Regions from separate parts of the Oryctolagus cuniculus genome. Here regions 2 and 3 are each linked to region 1. Evidence: chromatin contacts called from public Hi-C and Micro-C data. All regions are on one chromosome and are shown on one strand. The core of a region is the stretch at or near the end of the contact, and the rest is flanking DNA. Distances in the headings are between cores, read along the strand shown.

Region 1 (5,029 bases), core at 245-2,744:
GGCCCTGGGGGACGGGGTGCTGGGGGGTGCTGGGGGACGCGCGCCAAGAGGGCTCGGCCGCAAGGACTCCCGCGGGCTGCTGTGGTCCGGGGCCTGCGAGCCGGGTCTCCGGCCCCTTGTGTGCGAGGCCCGGGCCGCCCGCCGCCTGCGGACCCACTCTGCGCGCCCGCCGCCTGCGGACCCACTCTGCGCGCCGGCCCGCCCGGGGCAGGCAGCTTCTCCCCGCGGCGGCGGAACCGGCCGCGCATCGCCGTCCACTGACCTTTGCCGAAAGGTGGCGCTGTTGAGGCACAAACCAACCAGGTCCAACAATAGTTCTCGCTCTTCGATCCTCCTGCGGGCTTTTCAGAATTAAAAAAAAAAAATTTTTTTTTTAAATGCATCCCTTCCTAGCGTTTCCCCCCACCTCTCCCGCAAAGTCAAATAAATACGATTAACGCCCAATGCGTCTCATTAATTGCACAAATCGTGCCAACTTTCAAGCGGGCTGCCCGGTGTCGCAAACGCGGGGTGAGCTTCCAGCAGTGTCTCTCAATCCCAAATGAATCCCCGCGTCTCCGACTGGCCTATCGCTTTAAAATCTTAGAAACAGACTTGTCGGGTTCTTTTTTCTTTCTTTTTTTCCTTTTTTTTTTTTTCTTAAGCTTTAAAACAATCGATTGAGAAAAACTAAACCGGTTATTAGCATTTCCAGTGGGGAGGGAGGGAAACGCCCCCCACTTCACCCCCACTCCAGATTTCCAGGTCCAACCGAGAAAAAGTGGCTTAAAATTTAACCCTTTGAGGGTAACCCGTGTGGACTGGGGTCTTGCCGCGGGCAAGTCTGGAGGAATTCGGCCAAACGCTCGCAGGGCCTGGTTAAAACAGGGGGGCCCAACCAGGGCTAGGGGTGCGAGTCTTGGAGGCCACGCTCTGGCCGGGGTCGGGAGCCGAGGACCCAGCACCCCCAACGCTACTTCCAGCTCCCAGAGTTCCAGCCGCGGCCGCACTCCCTTGCCAGGGGCGCGCGCGCCTGCGGCCGGGGGCCTACACCCACGGCCCCAGCTCACCCATCGCCTGTGGAAGGCGATTGTGCCGGGGCCGCTCCCTCCCCCAGGACCCCTCCAGCTGCCCCGGGCCGGCGCGCGGTGGAGCGGCGTCCTGCGCGCAGCCCCTACCCCAGCGCGGCGCGCGTTACCCCGCGCACCGACACCGTGAGAGGGACAGAGTTGGAGCCAAGTTTGAGCGCGGAGCACCACAGAGCTGTCCAGGGAAGCAGGGTCCCCCAGCCGACACCTGGACGCCAGAGGTGCAGCGAGGAGGAAAAGCCTCCAGGCCGACGCGCGGCGCTGGGGACTGGGTGGGAGGTGGCAGGGCCGGGGAGTCCGGCGGGTGCCAGCGCCGGCCGCAGAGGGTGAGCTGGGGGCCCCGGAAGGCCGGCCGGCCCCTGTCGCGCTCGAGAGGAGCAGCGATCGGTGCTCCCGGGCCCGCCCGAGCTCCCGCAGTCCCTCTGAAAACCCCTACTCTTCTTGCGCCAAACTTTGCGCGGGGCCTGGCTCGCGCGCCCGGGGAGCGCGGCGCGGCAAGGGTTAAGCCAGCCCGTCCCAGCTGACAGTCAGCTGATTGGGCCCTGATTGACAGCTCCGAAAAGTTTCCTTGTTTCTATACTATTATGCTAATCGCCGCCGCGCTCGCAGCCTGCCATTGGCCCAGAGTGCCAGTCAATTTCCCATTTGGGCCTGACGTCACGAGTGCTATAAAACTCAGCAATTGCTTTAAACTCTTCTTGCTGGATCACAGGCTTTAAAATCTTTTTTCATCTTCGCGCTGTAGCTCGGGCCGCTCACCCGCTCGGCCTCCCCCTTGGCTCTTCTGCCTCGCCTTTCCCCAGGACTTCGCGATTTTGCTTTTGAGAGAGAGGGAGAGAGAGAGAGGGAGAGAGAGAGAAACAAGGCAAGAAGGAACTTAACTCCTCGCTCCCTTCCCTCCAGCCAGGCTGCACTTCTGTCTTGCACTGTGCACAGAGGGAGCGAGAGCGAGGGAGAGGAGAGAGAGAGAAAGAGGAAAAAGAGAGCGAGCGAGCCAGGAGACGCGGAGGCGAGAAGCATGAAGCGTTAACTCCCCCGTGCCAAGGCCCGCACCGCCCGGACAGCGCCCGCCGCGCCTGCAGCCCCGAGCGGCCGCCGCGCGCGCCCCGGCGAGCCGAGCCCTCCTTATGCAAAGCGCGCAGCGGAGCGGCGAGCGGGGGACGCCGCGCACCGGGCCGGGCTCCTCCGGCTTCGCCGCCGCCGCCGCCGCAGCTCGCCGAGGACCTCCCCCAGCCTGAAGCCGCCGGCCCGGCGCGCACGGAGGCGAGCAGGCGAGGAGGGGCCGGGGCGAGCGAGCGAGCGAGCGAGTCCCTTGGCGTGAGCAGGCGGGGAGGGAGGGCGGGCGCGGGGGGCGCGGGCAGGGCGGGGGGGCGTGTGCGCGCTCGGAGGTTCCGGGCCAGCCGCCGGCGCGCGAGCTAGAAGCGCCCCAGCCCGGCAAGCTGGCTCACCCGCTCGCCGCCCAGCACAGCCCGCTGGCCCCTCTCCTGCAGCCCATCTGGCGGAGCGGCGGCGGCGGCGGCGGCGGCAGGAGGATGGCAACGGAACTGGCGATGAGCAACTCCGACCTGCCCACCAGTCCCCTGGCCATGGAATATGTTAATGACTTCGATCTGATGAAGTTTGAAGTGAAAAAGGAGCCGGTGGAGACCGACCGCATCATCAGCCAGTGCGGCCGTCTCATCGCCGGGGGCTCGCTGTCCTCCACCCCCATGAGCACGCCGTGCAGCTCGGTGCCGCCTTCCCCCAGCTTCTCGGCGCCCAGCCCGGGCTCGGGCAGCGAGCAGAAGGCGCACCTGGAAGACTACTACTGGATGACCGGCTACCCGCAGCAGCTCAACCCCGAGGCGCTGGGCTTCAGCCCCGAGGACGCGGTCGAGGCGCTCATCAGCAACAGCCACCAGCTCCAGGGCGGCTTCGATGGCTACGCGCGCGGGGCGCAGCAGCTGGCCGCGGCGGCCGGGGCCGGCGCCGGCGCCGCGCTGGGCGGCAGCGGCGAGGAGATGGGCCCCGCCGCCGCCGTGGTGTCCGCCGTGATCGCCGCGGCCGCCGCGCAGAGCGGCGCGGGCCCGCACTACCACCACCACCACCACCACGCCGCGGGCCACCACCACCACCCGACGGCCGGCGCGCCCGGCGCCGCGGGCAGCGCGTCCGGCTCGGCCGGGGGCGCGGGCGGCGCGGGCGGCGGGGGCCCGGCCAGCGCCGGGGGCGGCGGCGGCGGCGGCGGCGGAGGAGGAGGAGGCGGCGGCGGCGGCGGCGGCAGCGGCGGCGGCGGGGGCGCGGCGGGGGCGGGGGGCGCCCTGCACCCGCACCACGCGGCGGGCGGCCTGCACTTCGACGACCGCTTCTCCGACGAGCAGCTGGTGACCATGTCCGTGCGCGAGCTGAACCGGCAGCTGCGCGGGGTCAGCAAGGAGGAGGTGATCCGGCTCAAGCAGAAGAGGCGGACCCTGAAAAACCGCGGCTATGCCCAGTCCTGCCGCTTCAAGAGGGTGCAGCAGCGGCACGTCCTGGAGTCCGAGAAGAACCAGCTGCTGCAGCAGGTCGACCACCTCAAGCAAGAGATCTCCCGGCTGGTGCGCGAGAGGGACGCCTACAAGGAGAAGTACGAGAAGCTGGTGAGCAGCGGCTTCCGAGAAAACGGCTCGAGCAGCGACAACCCGTCCTCTCCCGAGTTTTTCATGTGAGTGTGACACGCGACCCCAGCTAGCCACCTCGCTAGGCGCCGCGCGGGGGTCCGGCCCGGGGGTGGGCTTGCGCTCGCCACCGCCGCGCCCCTCCCCTGCCGAGCCCCCGGCCCCCGCGCGCGCGCGCGCGCACACACACACACACACACACTGACATACACGCGCACACACACACACTGACACACACGCGCGCACACACGCACACACACACGCGCGCACGCACGCACGCAGCCCGCTCCCAGGTGCTGCTGCTGGTGGCGGCGGCGGCTGTTTTAAGTTGGGGAGGGAAGGGGTTTCTGGCCCACGGATTGCCAATCTGAAAGTCTCCATAACCTGCTAGCTTGTTGGTTTTTTTTTTTTTTTTTTTTTTTTTTTTTTTTTTACAACATCCCTCCCTCCCCCCCACGACTTGCACGATGTTCAAAGATCTCTGCGGAGCCCTTGGAGTGAACCATTGCTCACCTTTGAAGCCTGCATCATTCACCTGTTTTTTTGTTTTGTGTTTTTTGTCCCCCCCCCTTCTTTCTTCTTCAGTTCATGAGCTGGTGTTCATTTTCTGTGTGTGTTTTATTTTGTTTGGATTTTTTTTTAATTTTACTTTTTTGGAGCTTGCTGTGTTGCCCAACTTCCACCCTCACTCCCTCTCATCTCCTCCGAGATAAAAGTTTTTTTTCTCCTCCTGAGTTCTTCATGTGAGATTGAGCTTGCAAAGGAAAAAAAAATGTGAAATATTATAGACTTGCAACGTGCTGAGTTCCATCGGGTTTTTTTTTAGCATTGTTATGCTAAACTAGAGAAAAAATCCTCCTGAACCTGCCACAATCAAGCCTGCATCCACCTTCTGGGTATGACTTGTGAGCTTTGGCCTTAGGATGCCAAAGCTAAGAGTTCTGTCTGCCATTTAAAAGAAAACTCATTCTCATCTCATGCATTATTATGCTTGCTACTCCGTCTTAGCAACATGAACTTTAACTGTTTCAAAGACTTTATGGAAAAAAAGACATTATATTAATAAAAAAAAAAGCCTGCATGCTGGACATGTATGGTATAATTATTTTTTTTCTTTTTTTTTTCCTTTTGGCTTGGAAATGGACGTTCGAAGACGTAGAGCATGGCATTCGTACTTTTGTTTTAGTGCCTCACGACTTTTTTGAGTTCAGAACAAAAAAGTGCAACCCTAGAACCTTCTTCCCATGAAAGTTTGCATCTGCTCCCAAACCGCTTTGAGTTCCTCAGAACTTCAGCCTCCATTGTCAGTGCACTGAAGGCATTCCT
Region 2 (4,776 bases), core at 1,893-4,392, 470 kb after region 1:
AGCAAGAAAAATGCCAGTTTTCAAACTGTGGAGAAAGCATAATGTAAGTTGGCATGGGTGACTGGCAAAACCTCTTGGGCAACAGGACTGTCAGAGGTGAGGGGAAGAAATGCCTATTCTTCCTGTAGTTTATACCTCTCAAGTAGCTGAAATGATTTCCTGACAACTTTAACAAATATATCAGCTTCAGGCCGGCGCCGCGGCTCACTAGGCTAATCCTCCGCCTTGTGGTACCGGCACACCAGGTTCTAGTCCCGGTCAGGGCGCCGGATTCTTTCCCAGTTGCCCCTCTTCCAGGACAGCTCTCTGCTGTGGCTAGGGAAGGCAGTGGAGGATGGCCCAAGTGCTTGGGCCCTGCACCCCATGGGAGACCAGGATAAGTACCTGGCTCCTGCCATCGGATCAGCGCAGTGCGCTGCCCGCAGCGCGCTGGCCACGGCGGCCATTGGAGGGTGAACCAACAGCAAAGGAAGACCTTTCTCTCTGTCTCTCTCACTCTCCACTCTGCCTGTCCAAAAAAAAAAAAAAAAAAAAAAAAAAAAATCAGTTTCAAAACCCAAAACTACGTCTTCCCCAAATTAAGAAGAAACTATCATTGGCAGGTCGTCAAAAACACAGGTAGCAAGTGATAATAAATGCGTGTAGGGGATGAGAGTATGTTAATGGAACAACGTCCCTTAATTGTGTGCACCAGAATGCAGCACCCATACATTTGATTAAGAGCTACTAACCTGGGCATGCGTCTGCAGATTTGATAGTCTATGAATTAAACAGAAGTCATAAAGCAACAAGGCCAATGGTTCTCACCTGTCTGTGCTGTCTCCACACGTCCCCGTGAGGTATGCAGACCTCAGTACTACACTTTCTATATTCTAAGTCCCTAAGTGGGCAATAAAGGGTAACCCAGCTGGAGGTGCATGGTTGAACTTTTTGTGCTGAGTGAGTGTGCTATTTGAGAAAGTTCCTGTGGGGATTATTGTTATCACATTGTCATCTCTCTGCCACTATCTGACCAACACAGTATCACAGGTTCAACGAAGATGAGAAACATTTAATGTAGGCTGATTTAAGGAAACAAATCAAATTTTAAAGCAGTCTGTGAAATGGATTATCAGTCTGAACATTGTACCGCTGACCAAAGTAATAAGCCAGATCCTTGTATTAGTGATATTTTTCGCTTTATGTATTACGTTCCCCTTCCTCCATAGCAGCAGCCTTAGTGTTGCGCTGGTCCTAACCTCGCTCATGTGCCAAGCATCTTTGCTCACCCAAGTCCAACCATGACAGATGTCAGAAGCTCCATCCTTCCAGACACTGGGAATTTTCCACCAGAGGTAACTAAAAACCCTAGTGCCTTACAAAGACATCGTACATTTTTTTTTTTTTTTGACAGGCAGAGTGGACAGTGAGAGAGAGAGACAGAGAGAAAGGTCTTCCTTTGCCGTTAGTTCACCCTCCAATGGCCGCCGCGGCCGGCGCGCTGCGGCCGGCGCACCGTGCTGATCCGATGGCAGGAGCCAGGAGCCAGGTGCTTTTCCTGGTCTCCCATGGGATGCAGGGCCCAAGCACCTGGGCCATCCTCCACTGCACTCCCTGGCCACAGCAGAGAGCTGGCCTGGAAGAGGGACAACCGGGACAGAATCCGGCGCCCCGACTGGGACTAGAACCTGGTGTGCCGGCGCCGCTAGGCGGAGGATTAGCCTAGTGAGCTGCGGCGCCGGCCAGACATCGTACATTAAAAGCATCCGACTGATTGATCATTTCCACGGAAAGCCAACACACTCATGTTTCCAGAGGCTACTTTATAAACATAGTTTGCTTCTCAGAAATTATCCCAACTTAGTTCCCCTCCCAATTGGTTTCTGAAAATTAAAAAGAAAAAGAAATACACATTCCCAAGAATAAATGAGACTGCAGTAGAGTGTTCTTTTGGAGCAAGTGTGTATTTTAGCGCTCATGAATTTTACAGACACAGGTACTGCAGCTAAACCCATCGCCTTGGCACCGGCACTGGGACAGAGCTTCACTCTTCTCTTTGGAGTCAAACTGCTCAACACTGGAAAAATAAATAATTCTTTAGGAGGAACAATCAAAAGATGCCAGGGTTAAGATGAATTTATGTTGGGATAGGAACCAGATTCTTTTTCATAGATATATGAAGATAATTTTAGATGCTCGAATACTAATTTATTGCCTTGAATACGCTTGAGTATGTAACACAAAGGTTTGGGTAACTTTTGGGTTATGCGGGGCGGGGGGGCTTACAACAACAAATCGATGGGTGATTTGGGCCAACGCTGATTTACACACAGGGCTTACCTGACAGTAAGAGTGCCACTTATCAGAACTCCAAAACTCAGTTGCTTCCTCCCTCTGCTCTTTCCCTAATAACATTGACCATCTTTGCTGACCACACACTGCCTTGTTTAATTAACTGCTGTTTTCTATTTGCACAGTGACATTTAGAAGTTTTCCCTATATTTTGTTTTTTCAGTTCAGAATCCCATTTGCTTCAATAATGGTTGATACGGCATTAATTCCCATTAGCACTGTTTAATAGCTTAAAAAGAAAACCTCAAATAAAGGTTCTTTTTATGTGACCCTTTCCCTGCCAATGGGTTGTGATAAATAAGCCGGCTCTGCGTTGCTCAGTTTACATAAATATGAATGACTACCGTAATGTGTGAACAAGACAGAGATGTAAAAGGTTTTTAAAGCAGAGTCTAACAAAAAGGTCCTGTCTGTCAACGAAATAAAGCTGTTTTGAATTTGTTCCCGATCATTCGGCTCTTCTGCTGGAAGCCGGCACTGGCTCGGTGGTGATTAATGCGCCGCGCACGCGGCCTTCGCAGAGGGCGTACGAGAACTGGCAGCTCCAGCCGGCATCCATCACGCTCGCCGTCGGGCAGGTGCAAGGCGCCTGGAGGCTGCTTTATTTTCCCCACTGCAGGCCATGAGGATACCCCAATTGCACTCCCCTTTTGCTTAGGGCAGGGCAGAGAGCGCAGCTCCCCTGAAGCAGGGTGTCGCGAGGGGTGTGGGGGCATGGGAGTCAGGCACCTTTTTTTCCAGGGAGTGTATCTGTTCTGCACTTCACAGATCAAATGACTCTGAAATCCACCAAGGGGAGTTCTGAACTTTATAAATAGCTGCCTTGTGGGCACACACCCCCCACCAGGGGCAGATCTTGCGCAGGTGCCTACGACAACCGTAGAGAGGCCCTCAGGAGCACGGGAGATGCTGCTTATCCCTGCGCGAGTCCACAGATACACTCACACGGCACATGCCTCGGTTTCTCCACATGCACCACAAGGGGATGTAACTGCCCCTACTTGCAGCATGGTTACAGATTCCATGCGAGCTAAGCCAGGGGAAGCACTTGGCACAGACCTGGCATTCCCAGGCAGCTCATAAATGTCAATGGTTACTCTTGCTGCTATTTTTATAAGGATCACAGGGTCATTTGTCCACTGCTCTTGCCACAGTCACCCTTATCAGATTCCACTCACATTCATGGCATGTCTGCACAGGTGCCCCCAACAGCCCCACAGAACAACTGTGGCCCACGCTAGGGCCGGAAGTCCACTTAGAATGCCAGTCCAGTCGGAAAATCTGAGAATTCTATAGGTTTCTGTCTCTGGTCTAATTATTTACTTACTCAAGATCAAAAGTCCTCCTGGAGCAGTCACGTGGTGAGGCTGGTTTCCTTGGAAAGTACGAGCAGGGAAGAGAAGGAAGGACCTTGCACTTGCAGATGCCTGGTCGCACCAAGTCAGCAGCACAGTCACTTCATTCAGGCAACAAGGAATTCCCAAGCACTTGTGTGTGCCTGCCAGACACTGCTGTTGGCACAGGAAATACAGCTGTGCACGGGTGCATTTAAACTGGGGTAGACCAACCCCAAGTCGACACAAATAGATCATGCCACTCCGTGTACTATGAAGAAAATCAAAACGGGGTGGGGGACAGAGGCATGAAGGTGAGTGGTGGCACAGTCCTCCCTGGGTATCCATGGCGGACGGATGGATACCCAAACCCGCACATACTCAAGTCCCTTGCGTAAAACAGCACAGTGCTTGCATCAAACCTCCCGTAGACTGCAAATCCTCTCTAGAGTATTTATAAAACCTAACACAATGTAAACATTATGTCAGTACTTGTTGCCTGTATGGAATAATGACAAGAAAATAAAAGCCTACACATGGTCAATACAATCTGAAAAAAAAAATTCTCCAACTTGCAGGTGGCTGAAGCTGTGTGCTATGTAACAGTGGACAGGGTTAGGAGATATCTGAGCAGAGACTAAAGGGCAAGGAGGTGGCAGCCTTCACAGGCGCGAAGGAGAAGAAGGCCGGGGGAGCACAGAAGTAGAGACTCCATGAGGCATTTCAGGAAGACCAAGCGTGGAGGGTGAGGGTGACTGGGGCACCGGGAGTGAGGGACGGACAGAGCGGGTGAGCTGGAGGGAGCAGCAGGGAGCAGGGTCACACAGGCCCGTGCACAGGCCTCAGCTGCTACTCCCATTCCAGAGGCTCTTCATCTGGGTTATGTTTTAAAACAACAGTTCTTATTTTCTTTTTTTCTTTTTTTTTTATTTGTGACAGGCAGAGTAGACAGTGAGAGAGAGAGAGAGACAGAGAGAAAGGTCTTCCTTTGCTGTTGGTTCACCCTCCAATGGCCGCCACGGCTGGCGCGCTGTGGCCAGCGCACCGCGCTGATCCGAAGGCAGGAGCCAGGTGCTTCTCCTGGTCTCCCATGGGGTGCAGGGCCCAAGCA
Region 3 (4,831 bases), core at 1,673-4,172, 470 kb before region 1:
CTGCCTTCTTGGCGGCAAACGTCACTCTTTTGAGCCTCATTTTCCACAAGAGGATCTGTGCTTTCAGTGGCAGGAGTTCAGGTGCTCAGGAACAAAACTAGGGGCAGGCAACATGGGCTGATTACCTGTGGACATGGGTCAGTCCCCTGGGTCTGTTAAAGGCTATGTCTGGTGCTGAGCAGCTGTCATGCTTCCCTCTCAAGCAATCTGCAAGGAAAGGGTTGTAGATTGTGGAGGTTTCCAAGATCTGAAATAAGAGGATTAAAGGCAAGATGTTTGTAAAACACCTTGGCATAAACATTGGAAGAGAGAAGGGGAGGGGCATTTGCCTTTTAATGATCACCAAGACCTTTTGGACGGTTTTACTTTTCAGGGTTGGTTTTTTTTTTTTTTCCTAGGGGAAGCATCTAGGGGATTTAGCATCTAGCCAGTCTTTCCCCATATCTGCAGTTATTTTTTAACGTAGCCCTAAATTGGCTGAGTCATGAGTAGAGGGGTAGTTCAGATACACATTTCTGAATTATTTGCTATTCAGTTTTTTCTGTGCTGGGCGTTGTGCTAGAACTCAGAGTGCAGCTTGCCATGGTCCAGGCTGGAGAGCAGGTGTACATGCTAACTGATCATTAAACCACTAAGTGGTGAATGCGGGGGTAATCTGTGAAAAGTACACAGAATACTGTCTGAGCACATGACAAGGGCTCAATACATCTTGATTACTATTATGATCAATCTAATTATTATTATTAAGTATGCAGGTTGCAGTGGGAACGTCAAGTCGGGGGTGGGGGGTTGTTGGTGGCTCATTTTGCCTAGAAGCTCTGAGAAAACTTCACACAGAGAAGGTTATATTTGAGTCGTGGAAAGAAAAATAATGTAGCCAAGGACAGAAAAGAGAAAGCATATCCTGAAGGTCAAAGACAGGTACAAAAATCTTGGTGACAATATCCATGCCATATTGAGATAACTGTAAGTAGTTTAGTATGGTTGCGGGTTGAGGGTGTGTGTGTGTGTGTGTGTGAGAGACAGAGAGAGAGAGAGAGAGAGAGAGAGAGAGAAAGAGAGAGGGGACAGAGATGAATGTTGGAAGCTGAGTGGCTAAAAGTCAGCTTGATGTGCTTACCCTTTTCGCTGGGAAGTTTGGGAGTAAGAGCACTGGCAAGAGGAAAATAGCCCATTTTCTTTTCAAATAGATGCAAATTAAAATGATGAAAAATTCTGAGAACCAATTCAGAGCCTATTCTTATAAAGCAGAATTGCTTGTTATGTTACAACATGAGGAAAAACAATCTAAAAAGGAAGAGTTATGAACTTTGATATTTCTCTATGATTTGATCATGTAATGATTAAGGTTATTATCAAAGGACAATATTAATGGGGCCAGTGCTGTGGCGTAGTGGGTTAAGCCTCCTCCTGTGGCATAGGCATCCCATATGAGTGCCATGCCAGTTTGTATCCCAGCTGCTCCACTTCCCATCCAGCTGTCTGCTAATGTGCTTGGAAATGCAGTAAAAGATGGCCCAAGTCCTTGGGCCCCTGCACCCATGTGGGAGACCCAGAAGTAACTCCTGGCTCCTGGCTTTGAGCCTACTTCGGCTGCTGCGGCCATTTGGGGAGTGAACCAGCACACAGAAGGTTTTTTTTTCTCTGTCTCTGTCTCTCTCTCTCTCTGTAACTTTACCTCTCAAGTAAATAAATAAATCTTAAAAAAAAATTTTAACTAGCTTGGGAAAACACATACAATGTTGCAGCAAGTGGAAGAAGTCTAGAAATAAAAATGACAACAGAAAATCCTGAACTGTATTATAAAATGTGCATAGCTGGAAGCTTAGAAGGAATATTCTGAAAGGTTAAAGTTGTTCTCTGTGGGTGAAAGGGTCGTAGGAAATTTTTATTTTCTTTTTGTATTAGTTCCTATCAGAAGAGAGAGAGAGGTTTTATGCCCCAATAGAGAAAACAGGTGATCAGCCCATGGCTCACAGATTCCCCACAGCTGCTTGGTTAATGCCATACTCCCTGCAGCTGAAAGTCGGGGCTGGGGGGGCCTGTGAATGGACCAATACCCAACATTCCACACTGATAATCTGGGGGGGGCGTTCCACAGGTGTGTGGACAGCACTGTTACTAATTTGCGCTCTTTGCTTTACATTTCAAAAATACTTAAATTATTAAAAACAAACAAAAAGTCGAGAGTATAAGGTTAGCAGTATCCCCGAGGGCATCAGAGAGGACAGGGGCTCTGACTTGCTCTGTGACCAGGGCACAAGCAGCTCCCTTTCTCTGAGCTGGAGGTGGTCTTTGAGGGACATGGCCTCATTTTACAGGTGGGTACCAGAAGGTCCATGCAGTCAGCACTGACTGGATTGCCCCAGTTTGAGCTCAAAAGCATACAGGACATGTCTTGTCTGAAGCCAGAGCCTTGGAAGGAGCCACTATCCTGAGCATTCAACAGGTGGCACTCTTTGCTCAGTGTCAGGACGCTGCAGGGCCTGGCAGGGCTGGGCTTGTACAGCAGCTAGAGCCAGGGTGCTGATCTTGAAGGGCCAATTTCTCCATTCCCCAGGGTCGGGGGCTCATCCTTGGATCCCAGTGCTCATACTCTGGCCCTGGCCTTTCTCTTTACGGGCTCTCGGTTTCTCCCAACCTCTTGCTCTGTGGAGAATTCTCCCTGCCCCTGTGCCTTCCTCAGCTGGGTTCCCAGGCCTCACCCAGGGGCCTCCTCCTGAGAGGCTGTCCTGGAAAACAAGAGAGAGAAATTTCTGGAGACCCGAGTGAATGCTCCGAAGGAGAAAGGAGTATAAATATTTCATAAAGGTGGCTCGAGTTGTTAACACTACAGAACCGAAGTGTGTTGGCAGGAATCTGAGTAGCACATTTGTGTGGGTAAAAAGAGTGAGAAAAGAAGCAGCTCACAGGACAGCCTCCGGGAAAGCCCTCAGGGGAGGGGCCAGGCCTGCAGGCCCCACCCAGGTTTATGTGAAGTAGCCTCTGCTGCACCATCTGCCTTGACCCCAAACCATTCCAAATTCAGGTGTGTGGCAAGGCAGGAGCTGAGAATTGGTAGGTCTGGGATGGCAGTTAGCGTCCCAGGGACCTCTACCCTCAGACTGCCTAGTTTGGGCCATTGTCTCTGTCTCAGTCGGTAGTCCCTGATTGTGAGGGGTCTAAAGAGCTGGAAGAGGCTGAGGACTAAGCACTGCCCCAGGAGGCTGTCGGAAGTATCAGATGTGTGACATAGGAGAGTCAAGGCTGGAAGACTATGTTGTGGGCCATGCAATGTTGGGACGCACAGAGAAGCTCCATAGCACCCTCTGAGCAGCACTGAGTTACCTCCAGGTCTTGGTCCCCTCAGGCCTCCCTCTGGCTGATGGAATGAACACACAAAAGCCTCCGCTGTGTGGCTTTTACCTAAAGCGTTGCTCATGTTCCCTCTTTGTCTCCTCTCCTGTATCTTTCCTCATGTAGCATAAGCCTTCTTCGTGCAGGTCATGAAAAGAACGTTACAGCAACAACACGCATGGAAGCATTATTTGGCCAGAGAGTGTACTAACCTAACACTGTGCGTATTTAATTTCTCTTAAAGCTCCCAGGAGCTATTATTATCTCCATTGCACAGACAAGAACATTAAAGCTTAAAGAAGAAATGTGTAAATTGTCCAAAGTCGCATTGCTAGTAGATATCAGAGAGGGATGGAAATCTGGGCTTACTGCACCCAGAGCCAGTACTCTTAATCTATCTTGTTTAGAAGAGTGTGTCAGAAGTCTCTGCATCCCCAGCTCCTTGATAATCCTGAAGACAGGTCAGGGGGAGGAGATCTCATGGAAGAAGTCCATGAACAAGGGCACGCAATCAGAGAAGCCAAGAAGTATCACAACACAGAGCTCCCATTTTTTTCAAGCTATGGTGAAAAGTAATCAAAGAAATATGTGTAATGTGACAAGCATGGTATCTGACGTGCAGTAAACTCAGTCAGTATCAGAACCCTTACTTTTCTGTTGTTGCATAGCTAAACATGATTTTCATGTGGGGTTAATTCCTTGTGCCCAGGAGATTTCCTCAGAGAGACTCTGAACTATATGTCTGTTGGACATTCTCTCTTTGCACCTTGAACCTCTCCTATCTCAATACTTATCACACTCTAGTAAAGATTGTTTAATTATTTATATATTCCAAGAACTTGGTGTGGCAGAAATGTGTCCACCTGGTTCATTGCGGAATCTCGAAGTGCTAAAAGAGAGCCTAAAATGTGTTTATTAAATATCTGTGGAAGGATGGGTGGGTGAATGGATGAGTGGGTAGAGGGTTCGATAGATAGAAGGACAGATGGATGGACTTACGAGTGGACAGAGGGGTGCATGGGTGAATGAATGAGACGGATGGTTCATTGGATATATAGATGGTTAACTCCAGGATCTTCATTTATGACTTTCTATATGACATGTGTACACACCGGTGTTTTCAAGAGCACTGTCCTGTTTACTATTAACTCTTTGGCTTTTGCCATCCTGGGGTAGGCAGGAGTAATACCCAAGGCTTGCCCTGCCCAAGGAGATAAGGGCCACTGTTCAGCCCAACTCCCACAAATAAAAGCTTTTCCTACACATTTTCCTTCTTTAGAAACTTATGAGAAAGAAAAAGGCTATTTGTCAAGAGTGAATTTCAAACTCATTCATTACCACAACTTCCTCCATGCAGGTCAAGAGGGGCTGCTTCTGACTTTGGGAATCTTAGACTCCTGTTTTTTGTTTTTTTTTTTTTTTTTTTTTTTTTTCTGGTGTGTGATACTGATGGAAGGAGGGGAACTGATAACCCCTGATAATCAGGCTGCTAATT

What was found. A called contact is a pair of places that touch in the nucleus more often than the background predicts.
Region 2: a contact with region 1 is called in a Hi-C map of psoas muscle, with 5 times the contacts expected there. The contact joins the enhancer-like site here to the promoter of MAF in region 1. A contact is called at or near these places in 2 of 6 Hi-C or Micro-C datasets (psoas muscle and an unstated tissue).
Region 3: a contact with region 1 is called in a Micro-C map of ear pinna, with 7 times the contacts expected there. The contact joins the enhancer-like site here to the promoter of MAF in region 1. A contact is called at or near these places in 4 of 6 Hi-C or Micro-C datasets (ear pinna, psoas muscle, skin fibroblasts and 1 more).

The regions. Positions count from the first base shown.
Region 1 is chr18:61,809,435-61,814,463 of mOryCun1.1, reverse strand. MAF (MAF bZIP transcription factor) reads left to right here and starts at 1,494. Exons shown (of 2, transcript XM_051847318.2): 1 at 1,494-3,750. The coding sequence starts at 2,600.
Region 2 is chr18:61,341,392-61,346,167 of mOryCun1.1, reverse strand. The region is part of intron 8 of WWOX (WW domain containing oxidoreductase); the gene reads right to left. Among named protein-coding and RNA genes, the nearest start is that of MAF, 470 kb to the left of the region's middle. Within about 2 kb of position 3,142, at least 2 of the 8 cell types and tissues checked have an H3K27ac peak or open chromatin away from gene starts, as enhancers often do.
Region 3 is chr18:62,282,677-62,287,507 of mOryCun1.1, reverse strand. No RefSeq gene overlaps it. Among named protein-coding and RNA genes, the nearest start is that of DYNLRB2, 460 kb to the left of the region's middle. Within about 2 kb of position 2,922, at least 1 of the 8 cell types and tissues checked has an H3K27ac peak or open chromatin away from gene starts, as enhancers often do. A contact at or near this core is called in ear pinna, where this site is marked.